Linked DNA regions of Mus musculus: all the other regions are linked to region 3. Evidence: chromatin contacts called from public promoter capture Hi-C and targeted proximity ligation data. All regions are on one chromosome and are shown on one strand. The core of a region is the stretch at or near the end of the contact, and the rest is flanking DNA. Distances in the headings are between cores, read along the strand shown.

Evidence for each region. Promoter capture Hi-C pulls out the DNA fragments that hold promoters and counts their contacts.
Region 1: a contact with region 3 is called in a promoter capture Hi-C map of neutrophils, with 5 times the contacts expected there. A contact is called at or near these places in 3 of 39 promoter capture datasets (liver, neutrophils and pre-B cells) and 2 of 130 datasets of targeted methods (microglia and pancreatic cancer cells).
Region 2: a promoter capture Hi-C map of liver shows a contact between it and region 3, with 7 times the contacts expected there. A contact is called at or near these places in 4 of 39 promoter capture datasets (the SN4741 cell line, liver, neutrophils and 1 more) and 1 of 130 datasets of targeted methods (pancreatic cancer cells).
Region 4: a promoter capture Hi-C map of liver shows a contact between it and region 3, with 5 times the contacts expected there. A contact is called at or near these places in 3 of 39 promoter capture datasets (liver, neutrophils and pre-B cells).
Region 5: a contact with region 3 is called in a promoter capture Hi-C map of liver, with 2.7 times the contacts expected there. A contact is called at or near these places in 2 of 39 promoter capture datasets (liver and pre-B cells).
Region 6: a contact with region 3 is called in a promoter capture Hi-C map of liver, with 6 times the contacts expected there. A contact is called at or near these places in 4 of 39 promoter capture datasets (hippocampal neurons, liver and pre-B cells).
Region 7: a contact with region 3 is called in a targeted proximity ligation map of pancreatic cancer cells. A contact is called at or near these places in 1 of 39 promoter capture datasets (liver) and 1 of 130 datasets of targeted methods (pancreatic cancer cells).

The regions. Positions count from the first base shown.
Region 1 is chr19:4,212,870-4,215,569 of GRCm38.p6, reverse strand. It overlaps Clcf1 (cardiotrophin-like cytokine factor 1), which reads right to left and starts at 1,332. Exons shown (of 3, transcript NM_019952.5): 1 at 1,070-1,332. The coding sequence starts at 1,085. It overlaps Gm45928 (predicted gene, 45928), which reads right to left and starts at 1,145. Exons shown (of 4, transcript NR_132309.2): 1 at 1,070-1,145. LOC102631992 (a long non-coding RNA gene) reads left to right here. Exons shown (of 4, transcript XR_003952884.1): 3 at 1-2,520.
Region 2 is chr19:4,124,681-4,127,380 of GRCm38.p6, reverse strand. It overlaps Tmem134 (transmembrane protein 134), which reads right to left and starts at 1,421. Exons shown (of 8, transcript NM_001078649.1): 1 at 1,341-1,421; 2 at 1,181-1,339; 3 at 260-324. The coding sequence starts at 1,355. It also overlaps a transcript of Aip not described here.
Region 3 is chr19:5,662,414-5,665,113 of GRCm38.p6, reverse strand. It overlaps Sipa1 (signal-induced proliferation associated gene 1), which reads left to right and starts at 1,407. Exons shown (of 17, transcript NM_001164480.1): 1 at 1,407-1,510. It overlaps Pcnx3 (pecanex homolog 3), which reads left to right. Exons shown (of 35, transcript NM_144868.3): 35 at 1-479. The coding sequence ends at 61.
Region 4 is chr19:4,304,953-4,307,652 of GRCm38.p6, reverse strand. Grk2 (G protein-coupled receptor kinase 2) reads left to right here and starts at 1,431. Exons shown (of 21, transcript NM_001290818.1): 1 at 1,431-1,751. The coding sequence starts at 1,639.
Region 5 is chr19:6,933,067-6,935,766 of GRCm38.p6, reverse strand. Kcnk4 (potassium channel, subfamily K, member 4) reads left to right here and starts at 1,252. Exons shown (of 7, transcript NM_008431.3): 1 at 1,252-1,419.
Region 6 is chr19:6,994,733-6,997,432 of GRCm38.p6, reverse strand. Trpt1 (tRNA phosphotransferase 1) reads right to left here and starts at 1,302. Exons shown (of 7, transcript NM_153597.2): 1 at 909-1,302; 2 at 656-737. The coding sequence starts at 968. Nudt22 (nudix (nucleoside diphosphate linked moiety X)-type motif 22) reads left to right here and starts at 1,396. Exons shown (of 6, transcript NM_026675.2): 1 at 1,396-1,425; 2 at 1,698-2,191; 3 at 2,664-2,700. The coding sequence starts at 1,715.
Region 7 is chr19:4,081,155-4,083,854 of GRCm38.p6, reverse strand. Cabp2 (calcium binding protein 2) reads right to left here and starts at 1,367. Exons shown (of 6, transcript NM_001160253.1): 1 at 988-1,367. The coding sequence starts at 1,149.

The sequences.
Region 1 (2,700 bases), core at 83-2,582, 1.4 Mb after region 3:
GCTGGCCCTACCTTCTCGACCGTGACCTCTCGATCTCGGACCCCTCCCGGCGGCGATGGCGCCTTCCCCTTGTGTGGCCCCGGCGCCCCCGGCCCCGCCCCCCCGTTCGCTCCCTTCCCGGCGGCGGCGGGGGCGGAGGCGGGGTCCGGGCGTTGGGCTTCGGGGCTCGGCTGAGCCGCTGCCCGCTCCGGCGCGTCCACTCCCTGCCTGGCCCGCCCTCCTGCCACGGGCCGCCTAGCCAGGCAGCCGCTCGAGGGGCTGCCGGCAGTCTCGGCGCTCCCGGCCGCTGACGGACTTTTTCCTGCTGGGTCCGGCCAGGCTGCGTCTCCCCCACAACACCCTCCTGCAGTAATCACTCCCAGGCCACCGCGGGCTCGGGGCCCCGGCCACCCCGCCGCGCCTACCTGCCTCTGGCTCCCAGGCGGTGGGCAGCATGGAGGGCTCCGGCCACGCCGCGCGCAGCGTAGTAACCGGAGTCCCGTGGCGGCCCGGCCCGGCCCGGCCCGGCCCAGCTAGGTTTGCTCTGCCCTCCGCCCTCCTCTCGCGCGCCCTCCTGCCCTCCCCGCGGGCCGAGGAAGGAGTTCAGCGCGGCCCGAGGTGTCGGCCTCCCCCTCGCTTCCCGCTGCTCGGCCGCGGGCTCCCCCTCTGCCTCTCTCCCTCCCTCTTCCTCTCCTGGCCCCCTCCTCCCTTGCGCCGCGGCCCCCCCCCCACACCCTCGCTGCCCGCCTCGGACTCGCTCGCCCCGATTCTGGCGCGGGGCTCTGTGTCCGCGGGTTCCCTGGGACCCCGCCTCGCCGCGGCTCCAGGTGGCCGCCCGTCCAGGTCTGAGGGTTGTCCAGGCTCCCCGCCGCGTTCTCAGCCACCTCCTGGCTCCGCCAAGCGGACTCCAGGAATGCCGCGTCCCCACCCGGCCCCTCTCGAGGGCGCCCGGCCGTACCTCCCCAGCCCGAGCTCTGCTCCCCGGCCCGGCCCGGGCTTGGGGCTCCGAGGGTGGGGAGGAGGACGGGAACCGGATCTCACTGGTGCTGGGCGGGGGCGGAGGCCTCGGCCTCGGACGCCTGGCTCCTACCTGCTCGGAGGTCCATGGGGCTGGGGGCCGGGCCGGCCGGGCGCGGCTCCTCTCCCAGAGGCTGGCGGAGTGGGAGGGCGAGCCGCGGCTCCGGCGAAGCTTTAATAATCCCATCCGCCAGGCCCACTCGCAGGTTTTTTTCTCTCGGTTTCGCATTTTTTTTTCGGTGTGGGACATTCTGCAAACTTTTTTTTTTCTGACGTGTAAAGCTGTAACCACAAATTGTAGCAGCCCTCCCCGGGTGGGGGGAAGAGGGGGGAGGAGGGAAGGGAGGGCTTCTGGGGCTCCTCTCCCTCCCACAACACTGAGGGGGGGGGTGGTGAGGTGAGGCAAGGCTGCGACGGTACCACCCTAGGCCTCCTGGGGGAGGGGGCAGGGAGGGCATCGTCCCTCGGCAAACTCCTGAGAGCTTGGAAAGGGAGCTGGCCTTGGTGTGGGCTTCTTCCTTGGTGTCGGCCAAGGCATGCTGGCCTTCTTCCCTCTGCTCATTGCCGGGTTGAGGGTCCCTGTACCCACTCTACCTCTGCCTCTTCATTCTAACCTTCCCTCCCCCTCCCACTTGAGTAAATGCAATGACACATTCTCTCAAATGCCAGCAAGCTGGCCTCCAAGCAAGTGATGGTGTTTTTCCTGCTGCCCTTTGTCTGGGCTGACCGCCCCCCTTGCCTATTGTCCCGCCACTTGTCCCACTTCCAAAAGCTAGAGCTAAGTGTGGCGCCAGGGGCTGGGGCAGGTGACTAACCAGCTCACAATGCCCCCTGAGGAGGGGAGAGGGCACCAGGGCCCAGCTTCTCAGTCAAGTTCACAAGGGTTTTCATTCTTCCCGGTGACCAGGGAGAGTGCACATGGGTGGGGGATTTGTAATTCATTAATCAGCACAAGGCACCGGACCAGTTTCAACACCAGAGGCTTCACGGGTGACTCAGCGGGAACTCGAAGATTCAAGGCCATGGATAGACCCAGCATCCCGTTAGTGAAAAGCTTCCCCATCGAGACATTTGGCATCCTCTTCCCTTTGGGGGTTTGGGTTGTTGGTTTTTCCGGTGGTGAGGTAGGGGTGGTTTGGCTAAGAGCATTCTCCCTCCTTCCCCTCAGGCCTGGGTTGGGACTTTCTGAGTGGGAGACCTAGGGGACCCATAAGCCTAGACCCTCCCAGGAGGGTCTCCTTTCCTCCTCCTTCCTCCCTCTCCAGAGGGCTGCCAGGGAGAGCGAGGGAGCATGAGAGCTAGTGCAGAGGAAACAGCTGTCATCTGGGGCTTGGAGGCAGCCCCATTCTGTGATTTTTCTTGGGGGACAGTCATTTGGTCCCCAAGTCTTGGGTGCTTGTAGAAGCATTCCACCAATTAAGTCATCTGATAAGTTGCTGTGTTGTTTCTCTGTAGTCTCACCAGGGGTAGATAGCGGTGGCAGCCAGCCGTGGAAGGTGATGCCTGTCTCTGGAATGGCATGAGGTATTCACCCCCCCCCCCACTTCTGCTGGGACCCCTGGGAAAGGAGGGCACTCTGCCAGTCCAACACAGCCCCTCCAGCCTGTGGGTCAGCGTGGGCATCAGTCATGGCCAGTGCTAGTTTCCCAGGGCGGCACTTCCCTGTTCTGCACTGGAGAACTGGGGTGGGGGGGTGGGGGGGTT
Region 2 (2,700 bases), core at 172-2,671, 1.5 Mb after region 3:
TAAGAGGAATGAAAGAGGGTGGGGACTGGATTAAACTGAGGATTCCTAGAAGACAGAAAGCCTGGCATTGATAAGGTGGAGGACCGGGGCACTGGGGTAAGGTGACCCAGCTGGACAGCAGATCCCATGAGAGAAGCAGGGCTAGGAATCCCTGTAAGACAGGTAAGTGCATCTGGTTGGGACTGGGCAGGTCCTTGCAGACAGGAGCCTGAGACACGGGGCCTGGGATAAGAAGGGTGGGTCCCCACCTGGCCCTGACCTGGTGCTGACTCCCCCATCCGGCTCCGGAGAGGCCTGGGCTCCGTCCTCATCATTTTCCAGGTTCTGTTACAGGACATAAGGTTCAGATAAGCTTCAGGAATGGGCCTTTCCACTGCCCTCTGGGGGGAGGAGAAAGGCAGCCTGACAGCTTCTGCCTGGCACATCTGGCAGCTGCTCTCCTGCCTCTCCCTGCCCTCCCAGCGGAACCGGTTTGATGATTCAGAAACCAAAACCTGGGTAGGAAGTAGGTGGCTGTTGGGGGCTTCAGCACAGAATCCAGCAGGGGTGGGCTGCCAGCATGGATCCCAGGAGCAGGTGACCACTCAAATGAGGCTCTCAGGATTTTTCAGGGACCCAACATAGAGACTTTGGATTTGGTATAGCATAGCACAGGCCTCTGGGTCTTACGTCCTAAAGAACGATAGGGTTGGGGGAAGCTACCTGAGACAATGATTTATGGTGTGGTTTAGTATGAAGAGATGGGCAAACACATCATGTGTGGGGACCTCCACTTTTAGGGTGATTCTCAAAGCAGAGGGGATGCGGAGGCTCCATAGGTCACGTGATCTGGGGCTCAAGGGATGCTGTAAATATCGACAAGGTCTGGTTCAGATTGGAAGTACTCCCCAAACTCCTCGGAGTGATATTGGGGTGTCAGTCTTCAAGACAGGTGGGTTCTACACTGTTGCTAAGGCCTGGGTTCCTAGTCCGAGTTTCCGGCTCTCCACAGCTGCACTGGAACCGAACTCAGAGCTCAGAGGGCAAGGACATAAATCTGGATGAGCAGACACGTCTAGGGGACAATTTTCCGCTCCGCTGGGGTCTCTAGGCAGAGGCTCCGGAGTTAGAATTCTCCGGGGCCCGGCCTGGGGTTCCGCCCTATCCTGGACAAGAGGGTGAGACGAGCAGGGCCGTTCACCTGGTAGCGTAGCCGGGACTGCTTGTCTTCATCAGCCACCTCGAACCGAGCCCGGCGTTCGAAGTGCAGCGGCCCGAAGCGGGCGACCCCGCTGGACTCGGGCTCAGGCCCCGCGTCCTCCAGGGTCAGCTCGAAGGCATCATCGATGCTAAACTGGGGGCCGGGCGGCGCTCATGGCCCCCGCCGGCCTAGGCGCCCAGCGCCGCCGCCATTTGAGCCCGCCACGGCCCCGCCCACCAAACAGGGCCCGCCCTCACAGGGCCCGCCCCGTCTCCCTGGGAGCGAAGATCTGCCCTCTACAACCGCCCCGCCCTTGCCCGCTCCTCCTCTGCAGGCCTGAGCAGCAGAATGCAGAGTTGCTTCGGGATCGCGTCAGAGTCTCGCGGGTAGCGGGACTCGCGGCGCCCCCCAGAGGTTCCCTTGGTGAGCGACAGCCCCGGCTGTGACCAGGACCGATCTAAGCTTGTGCTTGTAAGGGAGGGGGGAGGGGAGGAGGGGGGACGGAGGGACGGGGTGTGTGTGGTGTGTGTGTGTGTGTGTGTGACGGGGTGTGTGTGGTGTGTGTGTGTGTGTGTGTGTGTGTGTGTGTGTGACGGGGTGTGTGTGGTGTGTGTGTGTGTGTGTGTGTGTGGTTGCTTTCTCTGCCCAGGGGTGTGAGGTGTGTGTGTGGTTGCGTGGTGTGTGTGTGTGTGTGTGTGTGTGTGTGTGTGGTTGCTTTCTCTGCCCAGGGGTGTGAGGTGTGTGTGTGGTTGCTTTCTCTGCCCAGCAGCTCAAACCTCATGAGGTAGCCTGGATTCCAGTCCGCACTCCAGTGCCATAGAAACTCTTGGACCTGTTCCTCCATCCTACTCACCACAGCTTCCAATGGAGGGGTGTCCTTGTCATTTTTCAGATGTGGACACTGAGGCTCAGAGCTTATATTGTTTTCTCCAATTCAGAATACATGGGGCAGCTAAAGTGATTAAAAAACAATCTTTCTAGCACTGAGTCTGCATTCCCTTCTATCTTTTTTTCTTTTTTTTTTTTGGTTTTCTTGGAAGAGGAGCTCCCTATTTAGCTCACTCTGGCCTTGAATTCCTGATCTTTTTGCCTTAGCTTTTATAGTACTGCTTTCTCTTCAGTGCTCAGGAGTGTTTGGAACTGAATAGATGTATAAATAATAGTAAATATCGGTGGCAGTTTGTCAAAGTGCTACGTCTGAAATTTGAACCCATATCTTTCTAGCTTACAAAGTGTTTGCCCTCCTCCACGTCCAACCGCCCTCACATTTTATGATCTCCCATAAAGAACTGAGTCAACCCAACTTCTCATTTTATGGTTAAAGAGGCTCCTCTCTAGTTGTGGTCATTCATTCCCCCCCCCCCATTCCCTCCATCCCCATCTTCCTCCCCTCCCCTTCTTCTCCCAAGACCTGGCCTCACTGAGTTTCAACCCAGCCTGGCTCTTACGTGGCATTGTCTTCTGTATGGATGTGTTTGCAGTGTACAAACATGGGCTCCTGTATCAAGTGCATTCTGTTG
Region 3 (2,700 bases), core at 158-2,657:
TGTCCCTGCTGAGGAACGCGAGAGCCCGGCTGCCCAGCCCTTGCTGGAGCATCAGTACTGAGGAGTCAGCCTGGCCTCTGCTGGATCGCATCCCGGGACTCAGTAACTCGGACTCTGCTGGACTACAGAACTGATTGGCTTTGGCTCTGGTGTCTGCACCCTGATATCTGGCTACTTCAGTGTCACAACTCAGTGACCTAGACTTCTCTCCCTGATCCGTGGCCTGGATCCCAAACTGAGGCAGCAGCCTCCTAGCCAGGCCCTAAGAGCCAAACCCATGGGCTGGTCCCTCATTGGAGCCCATGGCCAGGACTGACTTTGCCTCTGGGGCCTGCACTGCCCCCAAGGCTGGCCTCCTTAGCCTGGACCTGGGGCCCGATATGTGGCAAGGGTGGGTTCATTCGTTCTTTTGTCATTTTTCTTTCTTTTTTTTTCTGTGCTTCAGAGACACCAAATTAATAACACTATTTTTGATTTTGGTTGGCAGTTTTATTTTCTGTGGGACGAGGTGAGGTTGGTAGAGGTGCCGGAGGCAGGGAGGCTGAAGTCAGAAGAGTGTGAGGGATAAGGGGTCAGACTGCTGGGCTCCAGGCAGACATGAGGTGGGATGGGCTGCCTTCCTCACCTGCCTCTGCCTTTCTTTTTTTTTTTTTTTTTTTAATGGTTTAAGAGCTTTATTATAGAAATGCAGGGGGGAAGAGAAAAGGTAGAGAGAGAGAGTGTGTGGGGACGGGGAAGGCTAGAGAAGAAGAAAGAGAAAGGAGAGAAAAGACAAAGGGAAGAGGAGAAAGAAGTGAGAGGATAAAGGAGAGAGCTGAGCCTCTGCTTTTCAAGCAGTCCTCTATGCCCAGGTGGCTCACACATCCATCAGCCTTGATCTTGATCAAAGACTGCTCAACCTCATTTGTTCCAAGCTTAAAGAAAATAACAGGTGAATAGAAAGGATTCTATTTCGTTTTTGAGACAGGGGCTTACTATGTACTCCCTATGTACATCAGGCTGGCCTTGACCTCAGATCCACCTGCCTCTGCCTTCAGAGTGCTGGATTTAATGGTGTTCGCCATTGCATAAATGGTAGCCTGTGTAGATCAGTTATCTAGCTTGGCCCAGCCCTTAAAGAGTGAAATAGTTTCTGGCCCTAATACCTGCTGTCTGCTGAGCCACAGCAGGACACTAAGTGGCCTCTAGCGCTCCAATTGGTCTGGAAGGCAGGTACATTTGTTCCCATTTCTCGGTGAAGTCACTGACTGGGCTAGGACCGGGAGTTAAAAGAGCAGCTGAAGGCTGGGACAGAGAACTTCAGGCTGTCCGGGGCTGCCTAGGTTCCTGTCGGAGGTCCCCACCCACTGTGCTTCCCGCCTTAGACAGCTCCCGGGTAGTCCCGCCCCTCCACTACGTACCGCCTCCATCCTGGCCCCGCCCCCAGGCGGAGCGGAGGCGCCGGGAGCGGTGTGAGCAGGCAGCGGGACCTTGGTGCGGAAGGCAGCGGTGGCCAGCTTGAGCCCGAGAGGTACTGGCGGGATCAGGGATCGGGAGGCACCAGGTTCGGGCTGGATACCCAACAAAGTAGCCTGGACGTGAACCCTTGTAGTGTGGGGAGGAACGGGACTATTGGCTGCTTTCGCTACACGTACCCCACCCAACCTCCTGCCCCAGTCCAGCCCCGAGTCAGCACGTCCAGTGTTCTGTCTCCTGCTGGCAGCTCCCACTCCCTCCTCTGCATGAGCAGATTCAGAGCTCCACTGAGTGGATTCATTGGTTCTGGACTTTTCTCAGCAATGCTGGCAGCTGCTCCTGCTGCTGAGTGTGTGGGGCTCCCCCTATTCTGGGGCTCCCCTTTTCCCAGTGTGACCTCTTTCCCAGCCTTTGCAATCCTGAGTCTGGCCTGGGAGGAAACATCTGCAGCACTCCCTGGCAACAGAAATAGGGTCACGACCTCCAGATGTGCTGGGAAGCATCCAGCGCCTCCTCCTGGGGCAGCCAGGCCTTCCGGATCTGTGGGGGCGGGGCACCCCCCTTTTCCCCCCTCAGTGACACAGGCTGCAAGGAATGTCCTGGCCTCAATGGACCTTGTGTGAAGATGAGGGGTGGGGGGCAGAGCCCAAGTACACCCCTTAAGGCAGGGCCAGAACAAGAGGGAGCTCCTGGACTGGGCTGCACACATTCCCAGGGCTCCTCCCGGCACTGCGGCCTCAGTCTGTGCCCACAGCTTGGTCTATGGACCTGGGGCCTGCACAGTTCACACACGGACATAGTTGGCTTCACCTTTCAGTTTCCAAGGAGTCTTCAAAGAACTCATGAAGTGCAGCATCAGAGCTTATCCTAGAAGACAGACAGACAGACAGGAAGACCCTGAGGAGGTCTGCTCTTGTTTGGTTCTGGAGACCCAGCTGAGGGGCACCGTGGAGCTGCTCCCTGTCCCCTCCCAGCCTGGCCCCCTTGATGCCACTGGATGATGCAAAAAAAAGTACTAATGGAGGCCTGCCCCTGCCCCAGCTGTTGGCTCCATTCCTAGCTCACGCCGAGGTAGGCTCGGCCTTCTCACACCTTTTGCACCTGCCTAGTGTAGCTTCACCACATTTCCGCACTTAGTAGGTCCCTGGGGCCTTGGGTGTTTCAGCCTTACATCCTGTGAGACCTTGAGCCTCTCCCGTCTCCCCTCACAAGGCTGCCTTACTCCTACGCACACGGGCAGAGTAG
Region 4 (2,700 bases), core at 182-2,681, 1.4 Mb after region 3:
AAACAAAAACAGGACTTTTCACTCTTGGTAGCTCTGGGGCACTAGACAGCTGTTGTTTGGCCTTGAATGTACAGTAATCCCATCAGATCTAGATTTGGGGACAGCCATTCTGGTCAGAGCCTGTATCAGAGGGCAGTTTTAGGAACCCTGAGAAATGGACAGGTCAGAGGACTCTCAGGAGGCTGTAGTGGTGACCTAGGAAAGGAGAAGTAGAGGCAGGATCTGTCTAGAGATGTCGTCCGCTGACAACCTTTCTCCCCTAATAGGATTTGTTTTCTTCTGAAGGAGTCAAGAAGTCAGGGGAGTCGGGATACTTGCTTTGCTGGACACGAACTGGCAGGAGAATCAGGTTCTAAGTGTCCATGCCTGGGGTGGGAGTGTCCTGGCAGCCTGGAAAGCAAAGAGGTGCTCTAGAGAGGTGTGCAGTTTAAATTGCTTTCACTCATTTGCTTAAGACGGGGTCTCACTCTATAGCCCTGGTTGGCTTTGACTTTACAGAAAGACACCTGCTTTTGCCTCTCGTGTGCTAGCCAGGTAAAGTAGACAGGAGTTGGCCAAGGAAGAAGGCACAGAAGGGCTCAGTGGGTAAAATGTTTGCCACCAAGCCTGAGGACCTTGAGTTCCATCCCTAGAGACCCATGTGGTAAAAAGAGAGAACTGATGGTCAAATTGTCTGTCCTCTAACCTCCACATGTGCATACACAATCAATCAACTGATCAGTCAATCGATCGATCAATTAATGAGTTCGGCGTTCATCAGAGTGTGGTTTAATGGACTATGCCTTTAATCCATTTCAGCACTTGGGAGGCAGAGGAAAGCAGATCGCTGTGAATTAGTGGTCTGCCTGGTCTACATAGTGAGTTACAGACTAGCCAAGGCTACACGGGGATACCCTCTCTAAAACAAGAACAACAACAAACGTTCATGTCAGGAGTGCGGCCCAAGCTCTGAGTCTGGGGTCCTGTTGGGAGTTTGAAGTCAGGATTGTCATCTGGTCAGGTCAGGAGTCAGGGGTGGTAATGATGGTGTGACTCTGAGAGAATGTTCAGAAATTTGAGTATAGGAGTCTTGGTCGGTGTCAGGATTCTTGTTAGGACCCACGGTCTTGGCCCTAGTGGAGCGTGCAGTCTAGCATGCTGAGATGGGATCCGCGTTTGTGGTCATGGCTTGGGGTCTGAGGTCATCCTAGAGTCCTTGGTGGAAGACTCAGGTAACAAACCAGGACTGAGACCCGTGTCTCGGACCCGAGCGGTGCAGCCTCTAGGGGGCGCTGTCGCCTGCCCGCCCGCCCGCCGCCCGCCCGGCTCGGCCCCTCGGCGGCTCGCTGGCGCTGTGCGCGGCAGGCGGGGCCGGAGGCGGCGGCGGCAGCTCCGGGGCGCGGGCGAGCGGGTGGTGGTGGTGGTGGCGGCGGCGGCGGCGCCCCGACTGCAGTCCCGGCGGGAGCGGAGCGCGAGCCGGGCCGGGCCCGAGCCGGCGCCATGGGGCGGCGCCGCCTGTGAGCCGGCGACGAGCGAGGACCGGGCGGGGCGGCGGCGGCGCCGAGGCCCACAAGCCGCGCGGGCCGGGCCGGGCCGAGCGAGCGGGAGCGGAGCGGAGCCTCGGGCGGCGGGAGGAACAGCGCCGCCGCCGCCGCCAAGATGGCCGACCTGGAGGCGGTGCTGGCCGATGTGAGCTACCTGATGGCCATGGAGAAGAGCAAGGCCACGCCGGCCGCGCGCGCCAGCAAGAAGATCCTGCTGCCAGAGCCCAGGTGAGCCCGCCTGTGCCGGGCCCCACGCGCCGCCCCGGGATCCCGTGCCCTAGGGACCCCCTCCGCCCCAGGTTCCGGGGACCTTCTGCCCCAGGACCCGGGAACCCCTTCTACTCCGGGGACCTTCTGCCCCGGAGACCCCATTATTCTGGCCGCCCCAGGACCCGGAGACTTCCTCTGTCCCTGCCGCCGCAAGGCTTGGTGTCCGCAAGCCCTGGGCGCCCCAAGTCCAAGCTCCTAGCCCTGGGCCGCCCTGCCGCTTCCTGTATCTCACTGCCCGGCCTGGTCGCTGTCAGCCCCTGACTCTGCTGCAGCCTTCTTTCCACCCTGATGCTTGGCTCTGCCCTCTACCCTCTCGTGTTCCCTTGTGGTTCCCTTCCTCAAGTCTGCCTCTGTTTACCCGATTGTATCACACAGTCTGTTGCTCCCGTTGGTATTCCACTACCCTATCCACTCCCCGTGGAGTGGGTAACACTCTTGTGAGGTTTGTGGAGTGAAGAGGACCAATTTGAAGACTTTTATTTATTTATTTATTTATTTATTTATTTTGCCTTCCCCTATGGTGGGGTCACTATGGGATTGGGTTTGAGAGTGCTTTCTGGGGACAGTGCAGTGTACCATTCCTGAGGGCTGCGCTCCGGTGGGTGAGGGAAGTCCCTACTTTACCCTTTTCCCCACTTGTGGTTCCTTATGGGTACTTTTGACCAGGGGACCTCCCATCCTACAGCAGATGGACCATGCTGCCACCTCTCTACAAGACAACTGATGTCATCGCACCTGGTATCAAAGTTTAAACTGTCCAGGATGTGGGTGCAGAACAGGGCAGGATGTGAGAGGTGTAGCTGGGGCTTGTCCAGTATATTATGGTAAATAGACTTATCTTCCTATTTGAGCTGCACAGGAGACCAGAGAGCGAGTGAGACAGGTGTAGTTTTGTTCCCATAGAACA
Region 5 (2,700 bases), core at 3-2,502, 1.3 Mb before region 3:
AGAGAACAGCAGAGGCTCAGACTTCAGCAGTAAGCTGGACAATCACTTTCGGATGGAAGCAGAATTGCTAACATTTTTAGGGCACTTAATTCTGTGTGCTAGGCTTTAAGCATTTATAAACGCTGACCTCAGCTGGGCAGTGGTGGTTCATGCCCTTAATTCAGCATTTGAGGGGCAGAGAAAGGTGGGTCTCTGTGAATTTGAGGTCAGCCTGAACTAGAGAGCAAGTTTCAGGACAGCTAAGGCTCCAAAAACAAACAAATAACAACGAAAAAAAGAGAAAGAACCAAAGTAAAAACCACTGACTTTGTATGTGTGCACAGGCATTGGTGGTTTGCCTACATGTATGTCTGTGTGAGGGTGTCCCAGACAGTAGTGGGTGCTGGGAACTGAACTCTGGTCTTCTGGAAGAAGAGCCAGTGCTCTTAAAGACGGAGCCATCTCTCCAGCCCCCAAATACTGACTTCCTAAATACTCAAAATCAGCACCCAGAGTTAAGTAATCACCCTTTTACTGTAAGTGGGAACTAGGGAGTTTGGTAACTCACCCTGACCCCCTATCATCTGGGTGGTCACTTAAACATACTGACAATTACCACAAAACCCAGTAATGGTAGGGCACACCTTTAATCCCAGCACTCTGGAGGCAAAGCAGGTGGATCTCTGAATTTGAGACCATCCTAGTCTACAAGACAGCCAGGAGTACACAGAGAAACCCTGTCTCAAAACAAAGCAAAACATCCCAACAACAAAAGTACTGACCACAATAGCATGGGATCTCTGAACGCTACAGGAGAGATTTTGTGGAAATCAGTAAAGAAATGTCTCGAGAAACCAAAAAAAAAAAAAAAAAAAAAAGGATATAAAGAAGAAGAAAGAAGGATAAAGACAGAAGAGGACCCGGCTTTAGCTGTTCAGAAAATGCTAGCACTCTTTCTGCTGGAATTGTCAGGCAGCAGATGGTTGGGGGGGGGGGGTGACCCCAGGGCCTGGAGGATCAGAGATGGGAATGCAGCCTGAGCAAGAGGTGCTCTATCAGTGACTTCCTAGAACTAGGACCCAACCCATTCAGCTGGTTAAATCCAGGTGGCCTCAAAGAGAGCTCCCCGTCTTCCACCCCCACATACCCTCTTCTCCCTGGGGGCCTCTCCCTCACAAGTGCTGAGCCCAAGGCCCAGACTATCCTCATGGGCGGAGAAACGAAGGCTCTTCCCAGTCCAGTAATAGACCTAGAAGATTCCAGGAGATGAGTGTGGCGGCTGTCCTGAGCCCCGGGCCAGCTGATGTCCAGGTTAGGGCAGCGTTGGGGCCCCAATCCCAGCCTGGAAGGTTGGACTTCACGTCGACCCTTCTCTGAGTCTTCTGCCACTCACTGGCCTGGACAAGACAGCATTGGGGAGCCCAGAGGCTGCAGGTGCAGGTAAGGGCTGGGTTCAAGGCGGTTGGTGGCGAGAGCCGGTGGCGAGGGTGCGGCACGTAGGGAGACGCAGCTCTGGTAGGGTTAAGCTCCCAAGGAGGGGGCTTTTGAGGGCGGGAGGAGGGGGGTCCTAGTCAGACGGCCGCCGGCGGCTCGGTCTCTGGGCTGCCGCCGGCACCTCCTTGGCTCAGCCCGCACACCCTCGAGGCGGCGCGGGAGACCTGGCCGCAGCCAAAGCCGCAGCCACAGAGTGGGCAGACAGTAAGTGCGGAGCAGGCGCGGGAATGTGGGCTGGATCTCAGGCCCTGGGAGCTGGGAGAAACCGGCAGGGCGGGACACTTCCCGCGCGTGGATGCCTTCCTCGAGTGGTGTGACCGTGCGTCCCGTCGCCGGTCACGCTCGGAGGCGTCGGCGTAAGGACGCGGGGGAGGTGGTGGGAGCAAGCGGCTGGCGTGCGGTGTCACACGGGTTCCGTGTGTGTATCTGTGTGTGTGTGTACGCGAGCGCGCGCATTCGTGCGCGTGGACCTCTAGGGTAGCTCGGCCCTGCGGGCACGCCCATGGTGGTTAGTTGTGCCAGGGTCTGCCGGAGCGTGGTGCAGTGCTATGCCTGCAGCCTGGGCAGCGCGCGGCTAGAGCTGCAGAATGGAATGTGGCTCAAAGATCTTTGTGGCACATGTAGCAGACTGTGTATATGTATGTGTGTGTGTGCCTGCCATCTCCCGCTGCCCCCTAAGTGACAGCTGTCCCGTGGGCTGCTGTATCCGTGCTGCCCTTCCCACCCTGTGCCTTGCTTCTTCTGGGAACTTTGTGCCCACTTTTCCTTTCCCTGGCTCTGGGCCTTGCCTATACCCTGCAGCCAGATCCGCCTTGGGGTTCCTCGAAAGCCCAGCGGGCGGGTGGGGACCCTGGAAGATCCCCGCCCGGTTGATCCCTGCTAGGCTGGAAGGCAGGAGGGGACAGATGCATCTGAGGAGGCTGCCACAGCCGCACTGAGAGAGCCAAGTATGGACCTGCTATTCCTGTCTCCAGTTCTGCAGGCTCCAGCCTCTTCCTATTTCCCCTGGAACTCCCTAGTCTTCCTTTGGTCTTCTCCAAGGCAGGCACCCTAATGCCTCACAAGTCCCCCATTTTCTCACTCACCCTGCCTGGCTTAGTGTTTTCTTCTTTATCCCACTCTCCTGATGGCTAGGCTCCGGAGGTAAGAGGGAGGCTGGAGGTGGGGGCCTAGGTGTTAGTACCTGGAACCAGAGGCTGTGTGGGGGTTACATCTATGGATAATAAA
Region 6 (2,700 bases), core at 53-2,552, 1.3 Mb before region 3:
AGATGAGGCTAGCTTAGGCTACATGACATTTTGTCCCCAAAATGAAAAATGAGGCTTTCTAGATGGTGCCACAATTAAAAAAAGCACTGGCTGTTCTTCCTAAGGACCTGGGGCCGGGTCCCAGCACTCACACGGCAGCTCCCAACCACCTGTAATTCCTGTCCCACTGGAATGCAATGCTCTCTTCTGGCCTCTGCGAGAGCCAAGTATGCACGTGGGGCAGGCAAAACACTCATGCACATAAAAAACCAAAACCAAAACCAAGACAAACAAACAAACAAAACACTACAAAAAGAAACCAGAACAGTGTGTCTGCTCCAGGGAGAGTAACATAGCAAGCACTAAGTATCCGCCCACAGCGGCCATTCAATAAACATCAGTTGTTCAGTATGCTCCTCTGTCCATCCTTGGGAAGTGTTGATTGGGCCAGTTGGTCGAAAGAGACATCATGAAGTCCAGCCTAGACAGGGGCTCCTCTTCCAGAGGATATGAAAGAGGTTCTGGGCCTTGTACATTTTTTCCCCTGTACATTTGGAGGGTGTGTCTATTCTGCATTCCTCTTGGGGCAATGTTAAGAATTAAAGTCGAGGAGACAGAGGTTCCAGTTGCTCTCTGGGCTCCCACCATTCCTCCCAGTTCCAGCATGGTTACTTACCAGCTCGCATGGGAAGTCCCAGCTTCAAGGCCCCGTGGCGAAGGGCATAGGACAGAGCCTTAGACAGCTGCACATTTCGGTCCTGAAAGAGTCCAGTGATGATCTGAGTTTCAGTAGCCAGCCCTGGATGTCCTACTGCTAAGGCAGGCTAGAACAGCGCCCATGGTGCTGCAGTCTACCCCACCAAGAAGCTAAGGCTCAGAGGGTCTCTCCCATGTCCTAGCGTTGTGGGTAAGGCTGGAAAGGTGCGCACCTGTTCCCGGGGTCTATGAGTCCTTCTACCTTCCTTCCTCCTTCCTCCAGGGGCGTTCATGATCAAGACCTGTAGGGAGCAGGGAGTGTGGGTTCTCTGCCCAGAAAGTTACAAAAGCTCAGGATAAGAACCGCACTGCTCATCCCACCCTAGTTCAGCAAGGGAACTTGAGGCCCAGCGGGCGAGACTTGCTCAAGGTCACACTGGCAGCCTCGAGGCCCGAGGGATCCGGACCAGACCCCGGGCCCTGAAATCAGATCACAGCACGGCTGCCCCGGGCACCGGGCTGGCGTATGCGTTGACAAGTAGGTCGGCGGGTCTGCATAGATCTGAAGGGCTCCACTGCGGAGGGCGGGATCCGGACCTGAACACGGACTGGCTAATGGGAAGCCAGGAAAGAAAGGGGCGGGTACTTCCGCTTGGGGAAAGGGGTGGACTTTGGGGGCCGGGCCAGCCGCTAAATTCCGAGATCAAGCTTCCAGATCCTGGGAGTAGATCAAGCGTGTCCAGGTTGGAGGTAGGACTCCTGGAGTTGGGGGGGGGGGGGGCGGGGGCCTTGAGAGTTTTGGGGACCTAGTGCTGCTGGGTGGTAGGGTTGCCAGAGGCTTTAGGGGTTTGGGACAGCAGGATTCCAGGGCGCCTGCTGAGCTCAGTACTCTTGCTGGAATGATGCTCGCAATAAGTAGTCAGGGATCTGCAAAAGGACTGGGGAGCACTCAGGAGTTCTGTGGAAGAGAGGGTCAGCTCGTTTCCTAGAGTGACAGGATGGCCATCTGTGTCCTCTGCCAGAGCTGCCCTGTCAGACTATGGACCCCGAGGTGTCCCTGCTGCTGCTGTGCCCTCTTGGGGGACTTTCCCAGGAGCAGGTAGCAGTGGAGCTGAGCCCGGCTCATGACCGTCGTCCATTGCCTGGAGGAGACAAGGCCATCACTGCCATCTGGGAGACTCGGCAACAGGCCCAACCTTGGATCTTTGATGCTCCCAAGTTCCGCCTTCACTCAGCCACACTGGTGTCCAGCTCGCCTGAGCCACAGCTGCTCCTGCACTTGGGTCTAACTTCCTACCGGGACTTCCTGGGCACCAACTGGTCCAGCTCAGCCTCCTGGCTGCGACAGCAGGGCGCTGCAGATTGGGGTGACAAGCAAGCCTATCTGGCAGACCCACTGGGGGTGGGTGCCGCACTGGTCACAGCTGACGACTTCCTTGTCTTCCTGCGCCGCTCTCAGCAGGTAGCGGAAGCTCCCGGACTGGTGGATGTACCCGGTGGGCACCCTGAACCTCAGGTAAGATGACTGGCTAGGTCCAAAGGCTCAAAATCCAAGCACTCCTGGTCCTGGTTTCCTCTTCTCATAAAGGGAAAACCGGCTTGGTATTTCTGAGCCTGCAGGCGCATGCTCTGCTGTCCAGGAGAATGTGGGGCCCAGCTGAGCACAACCCATGACTCTCCACCACTACTGGGAGGAAACAAGGTGCTCACTGCCATCTGGGAGCCCCAGCCATAAATCTAAGCTGGAACACACCTATGGAAGCTAGGGAACATGGGAGGAGAGACTGAAGGGAGGATGCCTCTTCTTATCCGATCCATGTAATCCTTCCTAGCTGGGCTTCCGATTGCTCTCCTTGGAATAGGTGGGCCTGGGTTAGGGATTGCCAGGACTCTCACACTGAGTCTGCTCCAGGCCTCCATGCCCAGCAAGAGAAAAGCGGCGGTGTGGGAAGTGGCATAGATGAAATCTGAGCCTCAACTTTTCACAGGCCCTGTGCTCTGGTGGCATCCCCCGGCACAAGGACC
Region 7 (2,700 bases), core at 118-2,617, 1.6 Mb after region 3:
GAGGAGAACAAGACCTGACCTCTAGCTCTGGTCAGCCGGGTTAAAGCTGAGAGAGTCAGGCCTGCACAGAATGCGTAGCTGGCCTATCAGTTTAGCAGGGGAGCACACAGATATCCCTCCATCTCCTCTGGAGCCAATCTCTCATCCAGCCCAGTACCCCAGGTCTCTGGGTACTACCTGCCCAGTGCATTGGCCACCCAGGTTTCTGGCCTTATGTCTCTCCCCTTCACCTTCCTACCTTAGACCCCCGGTGCCATGGCGTCTTGGCACAGTTCCCCATGGGTCTCTGAACCATGCCAGGCCCGGAGTCCTGGGAGGATGCTGTGGATTCTGCCAGCCCCCTGCTGTTTCCAGGGACAGCCTGGGAGCACTGGAGAGGATTTTCCTGGGGTTTTGTGGGCAAGATCAGGAGCGGGTGGGCAGGCGGGGAGCCCTGGGCCCGGGGCTTGGGCCCTAATCCAATCCGGGATTATCTCTGAGTATCTCTGTGAGTGTGTGTGTGGGTTTACTCAGAGCAAAGGCCCCCTGGAAGGCACAGTCTCCCAGCTCTTCCCTCGGGAGGGTCTTCTGATCAGCCCCCCCTCCAATCAGCCCCTCTCTCAGCCTTACACTAATCTCCCCCAATCAGCACCTTCAGAAGCAGGCTTGGATCCCTCCAGAAGAAGTAGGCACCCAGTGCTTGGATTCCCAGTTCTCCCAATGTGTCAACTGGGAGCTGGGAGATGAAGTCCTCAGGGAGAGAGAGAGCCTGCTTGCTTTTATCTTGGCCCATTCTGGAGTTCCTGTGCACCCCTATCAAAACCCTGTATCCATTCAGGGCTTGTCATGGTGCATGAAGGGCTCCCTCAGCATCAACAGAGATGGCAGGCGGATCCCCTAACTTCTCCTGACCACTCTGGTCACCTGTATGTGGACTTGGTTCTAGGTGTGTTTTATAGCCAGCTGGGATTTGGGGTCCTTTAGAAAAGAACATTTCCTGCCCCTTACCTGTCCGTAGGCAGCCTGCACCTGGGCTTCCAGCTCACGGAGAAGGGCCCTTCTGCGAGTAGTGGGGCTGGCTAGGTCTTGGCTGGGTCCTGCAGTGCCTGAGGATGGACTGGAGTCTCCTTCAGGGAGGCTGCCATCTGTTGGGCCCTCCGGTAGGGCCATGGATGTAGGTGTGGTACGTTTTCTGTTCCAGCTGGGTCTCCTCCACCTGTAGGTCGGTGGCTCAGTGCAAGCTGTGGCTATGTTTTTGTTTCTAGCTCTGGGGGTTAGAAGAGCCCGAGTCCTCTAAGGTCACTGTCTTCTTCCATTGCTGCTCCCATAATCCATCTTTGAAATCTTCACCTACCTCCTAGAGTGCTTCCCAACCTTCACAGGACCACAGACTCCACCCTGGGGCTCCTCGCTGATCCAGGTGGCCAGGCTCCCACGCTGGCTGGCCTCCTTCAGTCCCATATCCTGCCTGCACTTCTCTGGTTCGTGGTCCTAACACATTCTTCCTGCTCCGTATCCTGCTTGCTCTCCATCTGCTTTGGCTTGGCCTATGCTATGTCTTGGTAGACCAGTACTCTCAGGACCCTCAGGCCCTCTCAGTCTCTCTGTTCCCCTCAGTTTCTCTCTGTGCCTTAACCTCTCTCTGTCCCCCTCAACCCCTCTCTGTCTTTGTCTCTCTGTCTGTCTCTCTATCTCTTTCTCTCTGTCTCTGTCTTCCTGTTTGTCTCTGTGTCTTTGTGTCTCTCTGCCCTTTCTGTGTGTCTCTCTGTGTCTCTGTTTCTCTGCCCCTGTCTGTTTGTCTGTATGTCTCTGTCTGTCTGTCTCTCTATTTGTCTCTGTCTGTCTGTCTGTCTGTCTCTGTCTTTGTCTTCCTGTCTCTCTCAGTCTCTGTGTCTCTCTGTATCTCTGTTTCCCTGTCTCTGCTTCTCTGTCTCTGTCTGTCTGTCTGTCTCTCTGTGTGTGCTTGTCTGTCCATCTATCTGTCTCTCTGCCCTTTCACTGTTTTACAGGGGCTCTTTCTCGGTTTGCTCTACCTGTTTGCCCTTTCCACCCCTCCACCATTCTCTTTCCCAGGACAGCTCCAAGATTCTGGAAAAGTATGCCACCTGCTCCTCTCTTCCCCATCTGGAGTCCCAGGATACCTCTGTTTCCACCTCTGCTTCCCCACCTCCTGGGTGAACCACCCCCCTGACCTGTAAGCTCTTCTCAAGGAACAAGAATAAAGGTGCCACACAGACCCTTGCCCCTTGCCACACTGCAGCCACTCACCACACAGCAGCTTACTCTCACTTCCAGAATGAGGTCAGCTGTGGCCTGCTGGCCTGTCGTGGGCCCCTCATGATTTATTCACATGCCCTCTGCACCAGCCTTTGTCCCAGGGAACCAGATCCCATGCCATGTCTGCCATCTGAGCTAGTGACTCTATCATCGATTCAGTGACTAGCTTGCAAACATCAAGGACGGGAGGGAGAGTGGGGAGAGAGGCAGGGCCTATATCTCCCTTGGTAGAGTGCTTGCCTAGCATACAGAAAGACTCTGAGCTCAACACAGTACAGAAAAAAAAAAAACTGGACAAAGTGTTGTACACCTGTAAAATACCCAGAGGTAGAAGTATCAAAATTCAAGGTTATCCTTGGCTACATAGTAAGTTCCAGTCCAGTCTGGATTATAAGAAACCCCAGGGTGGTTTCTAGTCCCAGGCCAGCATTGGGGACCACACAA